Linked DNA regions of Arachis hypogaea: region 2 is linked to region 1. A link is a contact called in public Hi-C data. All regions are on one chromosome and are shown on one strand. Each heading gives the region's core, a stretch centred on a gene start, on an enhancer-like site or on the middle of the called end of the contact. The rest is flanking DNA. Distances are from core to core; before and after follow the strand shown.

Region 1 (3,467 bases), core at 657-3,156:
TTTCTCTTAGCAAATTTCTAACTACTTTGAGAAGAATGAATAAGTGAATGAGATTTTAATTACTATTCAAATTTTACGAAATTACATCATGTTTGGAGCCGTATCCAAATTTTTTAACCTAAAAACTATAGTAAGAATAAATAATACATTAATATTGTGATTTTTTTAATCCATTATTTAAATATTCTCAAATATTTTCAATTAATAGGACAGTTATATTCGAGGGTCAAAGAAAGCGTTGAGAGACATGTGAATGTGAGTGCAAAAAGAAAAGGGTTAAAGGTCTTTCATTCACAATACAATATACAATGCATGGTCCCCTACTATTAGGTTGAGTGGTTCAAAGTGGCACTCCTTTTTTTTTTTTTTCTTTTTTGAAGTAAGCAAGTACTGCATAGTAAGTAGAGTTAGGGCATGTGTGTAAATCAGCATGCGAGAACTATGTTAACCCCACCAATAATCACCTCGCAGCTACTTCACTCCAACATTGCCCCTTTACCTTCCACCCTTTTACAATGCAAATCCTAACTCTTTTTTTCATGATTGAAATTATAATGTTAATATATATATTGGTCTAGATTTTTGGATACTATTAATCTATTTTAGACTTCTGTTAAAAATTTAATTATTTATGTGTCATCTTTTTATTAATTTAAATTTTTAAAAGAAATGATATTATTATGATATAGTATTAAAACTTTTACGATCAAAAGATCTAAATTTTGAATCTTGTTATTTTTTTAAAAAAATAAAATAAAATAAAACAAATAAAAAGAGAAAATAGAACTTGTACAAAAAATTCTTATGTGAACCTTCTTTATACTCACATTTCGACAAGTTTTAAAAAAAAATGTGTTGAAAGACGAATTTTCTTTTAATGTACAAAACAATTTCATAAGTTTTATTGTTACATCTTAGATGACACTTTATAATAACCATAAAAAAATCTTTTTAGATAACAAATAATCTATGCAATATTTGAACATACTTATATATTTAATAAGATGTGAGGACTCATAAATAAGTGAATATATCTTAAATTCAATATATTAGATTTATTTTAATTATAAGGAGTAGTCGCATCATTCTCTCCTTTTTCCCAATAAACTCTAATACCTTCTTCTTGGTTGATATATCTTTTTGAGAAGGATAGGGCAGGGTGCAAAATTTCAGAGACCCACTTTATGATTAAGTACTAGTAATAATAAGTAAAGGGCTACTTTGCAAAAAGACTAATAATTATTTAAGAAACTAGGACCATATCTCATGGGAAGTGATTGTGGTATGAAAGGGTGGGACATTAATGTTGGGAAAGTCAGTCTTATCCAACGATGAATGTGGTAGGGTAAGGCAATGTTACTAGTTTTTTTGTGACTTTGGATCATTGTATATATATGCATCTTATTAGAACAATTTCCAATAATCCTTTCTCTAAAGATAATCCAACTCACAACATTCTGGTCTCTATTGCCAAATTCAATAAACAAAATATACACTCAATAATTGGAAAGCATGCATATGCAACATTAAGGTAATGTATAAGTTCGGTATGAAAAAGTGTTTTTGGATTATTGTTGAGTTTGCTCATAATTAATGTTGTTGTGTTAATAATTCAAATCTTCAAGTTCCTTAGGCATTTAGATGATATTATCAATATTACTAATCAAGTGGTAATTTTTCTTTCATGAAACTTTAATTAGTAGATTTGACCTCGAATAAAAGTACTATTACTATTTTGAATAAATTTTTTTTCAGAAAATTTTGGCTTAGTATTGCTAATTAATTGAAATTTTCATGCTTTGGGACCAGAAATTAGAAATCCCATGTTCTTTGTGGAATGTGCTGTGGACCGACGTGCCCATTAAGGAATGCTTCCATCGTTTATTGGGCTTATGCAAAAATTTTTTGGATCAAGAACAACAATATTGGTTGGTCCAGTTTTACTTGAGGTTACTGCCACAAAAGAATACAAATCATTACTCCTATGACAAAAAAAACAAATATTAATAAAAATATGAACCGATATGAACTAACAAAAAAGAAAACACTAACCACCGAAAATTTGTAAAGATTAAAATACGATATAAGATTACAAATACAATGAGTAGAAGTTTTAAATTTTTTATCTTAATAAATATATAATAAGTACAATAAAAAATTGAACTCTGTATATTTTTTATAAAAAAATTTTAATTTGATAATCTTAATATGTGTTAATAAAATGTTTTAGAATATATGTTAGTTAAATCTACTTTTTAATAATATAAAAAACAGTTTTTTTTTTAAATATTTAGAAAACTTTAATCAATACCCATAAAGTAGTAAGATTGTACTCATCACATTTATATTTAATAAAATTATACATTCTATCACAACTAATATAACTTTTATATTAAGAGGAGTATAATTCACTTATTAAGTGACTGTTGTTGTGCAATAACTTTTCTCGTAGAGTTATGTGGTGAAGTCAAGTGCAACTTTATTATTATAGATTTCTCAATTTTTCTTGATATTAAAAAAGTTTATTGCATGAATGTTTGTTATCGATTTTTCATGGCTGAGTTCAACGTTTGAGACTTTGAGTTCTTATGAAGTGATTGTGGTTTTTTCTTTTCTTCTTTAATTTAAAGATATGTGTATATATATTTTTTTATTTGGAGACAAGTAGACAACCTCTTCAAGGCCAACTGGGCATTAAATATGGGGTCCGTATCAAGTAATTAAGATTTGAATTATAGTTCGCCACACGTGCTGGACTAATTCTATGTAGGCTTCTCTATTTATTAAAGTTCTTAATAATATCAGCGGGTTTAAATTGATGGTTGATAACCAAGTTAAGTTGGCCTTCAACCAAGTGTTGAAGATTTGAATTTTATTTTGTGTATATATAGTAATAATTTATTGATTAATAATAAATTTATAAATGAAATTTAGGTCTAAGATAAATTTATTAAATATATTTAATTTTATCATTAAAAGGTGTTATATATTATTTTTTTATTATAATTAAAATTAATTTTTTTTAAAATTAAAGAATTTTATTATTTTTTTATTAATTTTACAATCAAAATATGCCACATGTCACTCCCTCATTATAATTAAAATTAAATTTTTTTCTTTAAAATTAAAGACTTCTTCCATCATCCATACTAATTTTACAACAAAAATGTGCCACATATCACTCCCTCGTTACAATTAAAATCAAATCTTTTCTTCCAAAATTAAGGGTCTGCCGTAGCCAATGAGTTGTTACATACACAAGGCGGGATTCGAAACTCTAATACTTATTTAGGTAGACGAATGAGATGACCACTCAATCAATCCAAATCAGTTAAGACAAATACTAATTATTTTCAATATTTTTAACATTAAAAATAATTAAACTTTAATTTTAATTATAACTTTATAAAATATTTATAGTAATAATTATTATATATATTTTTTGTTTAATCTCTTTTAATAAAAAA
Region 2 (3,475 bases), core at 122-2,621, 120 kb before region 1:
TTCTGGATTGGGAGCTGGGTACGAAGCGGGAACCGTCTGCGCCGGGTAAAACCCGAACCTCGGGGAGCTCATGTTCTCCTCGAAGTTGGAGGGACGCGGCGTAGGCCCCCGCGAAGTGGACTGAGCGGAGTATAAGTCATTAGCACCAAAGTTAGAATGCCTCGGCGGGTGGTACCCCATCATGGAGTAAAAATCGGCGTGGTTGAAGTTGGACCCTCGCGGCGTCGGATTCCGGGAACTGCTAAGGCTGTAAATCTCAGCGCCGGTTAGGTTCGACGGACGCGGCGTCATCATGAACGATCTTCGCGACGCGTTAGACTTCCTCACAGTAACATGAAGCTTACCGTCATCACCAACCTCCGCATCGGTCTCAAGAAAATCTCTACCGTCGAGCGACACGACGTCGGAGTCGACCTTAAAGGACACAATAGAAGCCGCCGTTTCCGGAAACTGCTCCATAATAAGCAGCTTGGCTCCGCGGTACTCGAAGAGAAAGAGTAAGAGAGTGTACCATATGATACACTGGAGCACCACCACCTGAACCATGAGTTGGCCGGAGTAGTCGCCGTACATGGCGATGAGGAGTGGGATCCCCATGACAAGAGTGTTGGGCAATGTGGAGAGGGAGAAGATGGTGATCATCCACTCGAGGCTTCCGTTGGCGGTGAAGTTGGTCCATATGGCCAAGGCGAAGAGCATCATCACCTTCTGTAGCGTGTCGGCGGCGATGAACCGGAAGTTCATCTCGTAAGGGTTGTTGGAGGATATGAAGTGGAAAGAAAGCAGCGGCACGGCGAAGATCGCGACAAAACGGTTGATCCCGGAGCACTGGTCCGGCGAGAAAATCTTCCACCACCGGACGGAACCGTACGCGAGGATCATCGCCACGTACAGCGGAACCACCGCCGTTAAGACGCTGTATAGGTCCTTCCAGCTTATCATCTTTTCTTTCTTTTTGTCTTTCTTCTTTTTTTATTAGCTTTTGAGAGCGAGTTTGGTTAATGGTGGAATGGCATGAGCTTGGAAATTAGGGAGAGCCTGGAGGGTAAAATGGGAATAAAAATTGAAACAGAAAGAAAGAAATGAAGAAACCGTTAGATAACTAACTAGTAGTAAGTGGTTTAAGAGGGTTGGGGTTGGTTCAGTGCTCAGTGCTCTCTGCTGATTTTGCTGAAAGAATTTTAGAGAGAGAATGTGAAGTCTGAGACAGTGAATTTACAAAGATAAAGGTGTAGGTTGGGAAGAGTATATATAGGCAGTGACGCAGGTAGAGAGAGAAAGGGGGTAGTCATCACTCAAATTACACTCATACGTAGATAATAAGATGTAGAAGAAGATGTGGCCATATGTGTGCGTATAAAATAAAGCAATAAAGTCACGTATTTTTTAACGAAGAAATATTATATTTTATTTTCTGAATATTTATTTATATACTTTTTTATTGTTATACTAAAAATGATTGATAAGAAAGGAAACAGGAAAAAATTTATTTTTAATAATATACAAATAGATATAAAAAATATACAAAAATACGTATTATATAGAAATAAAAGATGGTAATTTATGATATTGTTTTGGAAATTAAAGTGAGTGATTATTGATGAGCATTGAGCAATATTGGGCTGGGTTTAGGGTGGGGGACCAATGAGAAGTTGAGTTAGGAAGTAACCGCCCGCTATAGTTAAGGGTAACCCAGGATGGGAGGTGCATAAAGCTAAATGTTGCATGCTAGCAATGGATCGTGTGGTGGGGAATAACGGAGTATTAAATCTGGTGTTGAAAACTTTTGAGTTCGATCTGTTATCGTGTTCATTTTTCGTACTTTTATTTTGAAAATAAAAAATTGTGAAACCAAGATTTTTTATTATTCTTTTGCTTCATCTTAAATATAAAAATCAATTAAACCCTCTATTTTTTCTCTTCTTGATTATTTATCTTTTCACCATTTAAATGAATCTCAATTGAAGGACAAAGTTTCTGATATAGAGAATTTTATATCAGATTTTTGGAATAGACTCAATGAATACATGTTGAAATTAGGCCTCACAATACAGCTCGTATTAATGGGTATCCCACTCGTCTCAATTTGATCTAGATAGATTTTACACAGAATGAGTTTCTATTCGGATTGAGGTAGGACAAGATTAAAATTTAGGTATATCTATTCCTATCCATCCTAATATATATATATATATATATATATATATAAACTCAGGTGCAGTCGACTTTACGTAAAGTTGATATTTGAGAGCCGTTAGATGATTTGAATGATTTGACTAAATTTTTATCTAACGACTCTCAGATATCAAGTTCATGTCAACTTCACTTAAATTTTCACCATATATATATATTAGTAGGAATGAGGCGAGTAACTAGCTGAGTGAATTAGGAATAGAATTTTATATCCATAAATAATAATGAGACAGAGTTTATATAGAATAAAATAGGGTAAACGGGAATAGGTTAATATGAAAATTCGTTTTTATCGATCTATTTCATTGTCATTCCTAGTTAAAGTACAAAAAATTACATAAAAAATGTTTGAAATAATATTTATTTATACATAATTATATAATGATTAATTTGATAGTTCAATTTTTTTTATGTATACCTAATATTTTATATATATGGACACACTATGTGAATTCTAGTATGCTTATCATCATGGTGACTACAATTGCTACATTTTGATAAGAGAAGTACTAGGTAACAATAACTCATCATCAATAATAAAAAAGAATATATTCTAAATAACACTCTCATCTAAAAGAGCTTGCTATCACATTTCACAATAGCCTGATATATTTTTTCTTTCATTATAATGATTTATTCAATTAATTATACCACATGTCAAATCTCAAAATTTGTGCTGTTATATCCAAAAATCCTCCATTTATATTCTTTTTTATTATATCTATAATTATCCAATTTTTTAAAATAGAAATCACAATTTTTAAAGCACAATTCACATAAAACATTCTAAAATATTAAAATCAAACATTATAAAATTTGATAATATATATTTATAATACAAATTCACCTACATTCAGTAGAAGATGAGATTGATTATATTCTTATTAAGAGACGTGATGTCATCAATATGGATGGCTATCGATGAAAAAAATTGTAATACGAAAAAAAAGTTAAATGAACTATGGTATAACACAAAATAAGATAAACAATTAATGACATTATTGGATAATAGAATAAGTTAAACAAATCATATTGATTTAAAAAAAAGAAGACATAAATGATTATGAGGATGAGTTGAAGAAGAACAACAGAAAAGAGAAGAAAAGAATATTATTTTTAACCTAATATCATTACATACAAACACATGATAAGTGATTTATTGCTAATATCATTACGTACTAACAAATGAAGATAGATTTATTGCTATACAATGATGAAGGTTTAGTTGAGTCCCTTAAAACGAAATAAATTAATATTAATGCTAATTAAAAAATATTATTTT

Evidence for each region. Hi-C and Micro-C count contacts between places; a contact is called where the count stands out from the background.
Region 2: a Hi-C map of an unstated tissue shows a contact between it and region 1, with 6 times the contacts expected there. The contact joins the promoter of LOC112742013 here to the enhancer-like site in region 1. A contact is called at or near these places in 2 of 8 Hi-C or Micro-C datasets (leaf and an unstated tissue).

Annotation. Positions count from the first base shown.
Region 1 is chr14:40,215,215-40,218,681 of arahy.Tifrunner.gnm2.J5K5, reverse strand. No RefSeq gene overlaps it. Among protein-coding and RNA genes, the nearest start is that of LOC114925099, 22 kb to the right of the region's middle. Within about 2 kb of position 1,906, at least 3 of the 3 cell types and tissues checked have open chromatin away from gene starts, as enhancers often do.
Region 2 is chr14:40,336,817-40,340,291 of arahy.Tifrunner.gnm2.J5K5, reverse strand. LOC112742013 (auxin efflux carrier component 4) reads right to left here and starts at 1,371. Exons shown (of 6, transcript XM_025791223.3): 1 at 1-1,371. The coding sequence starts at 942.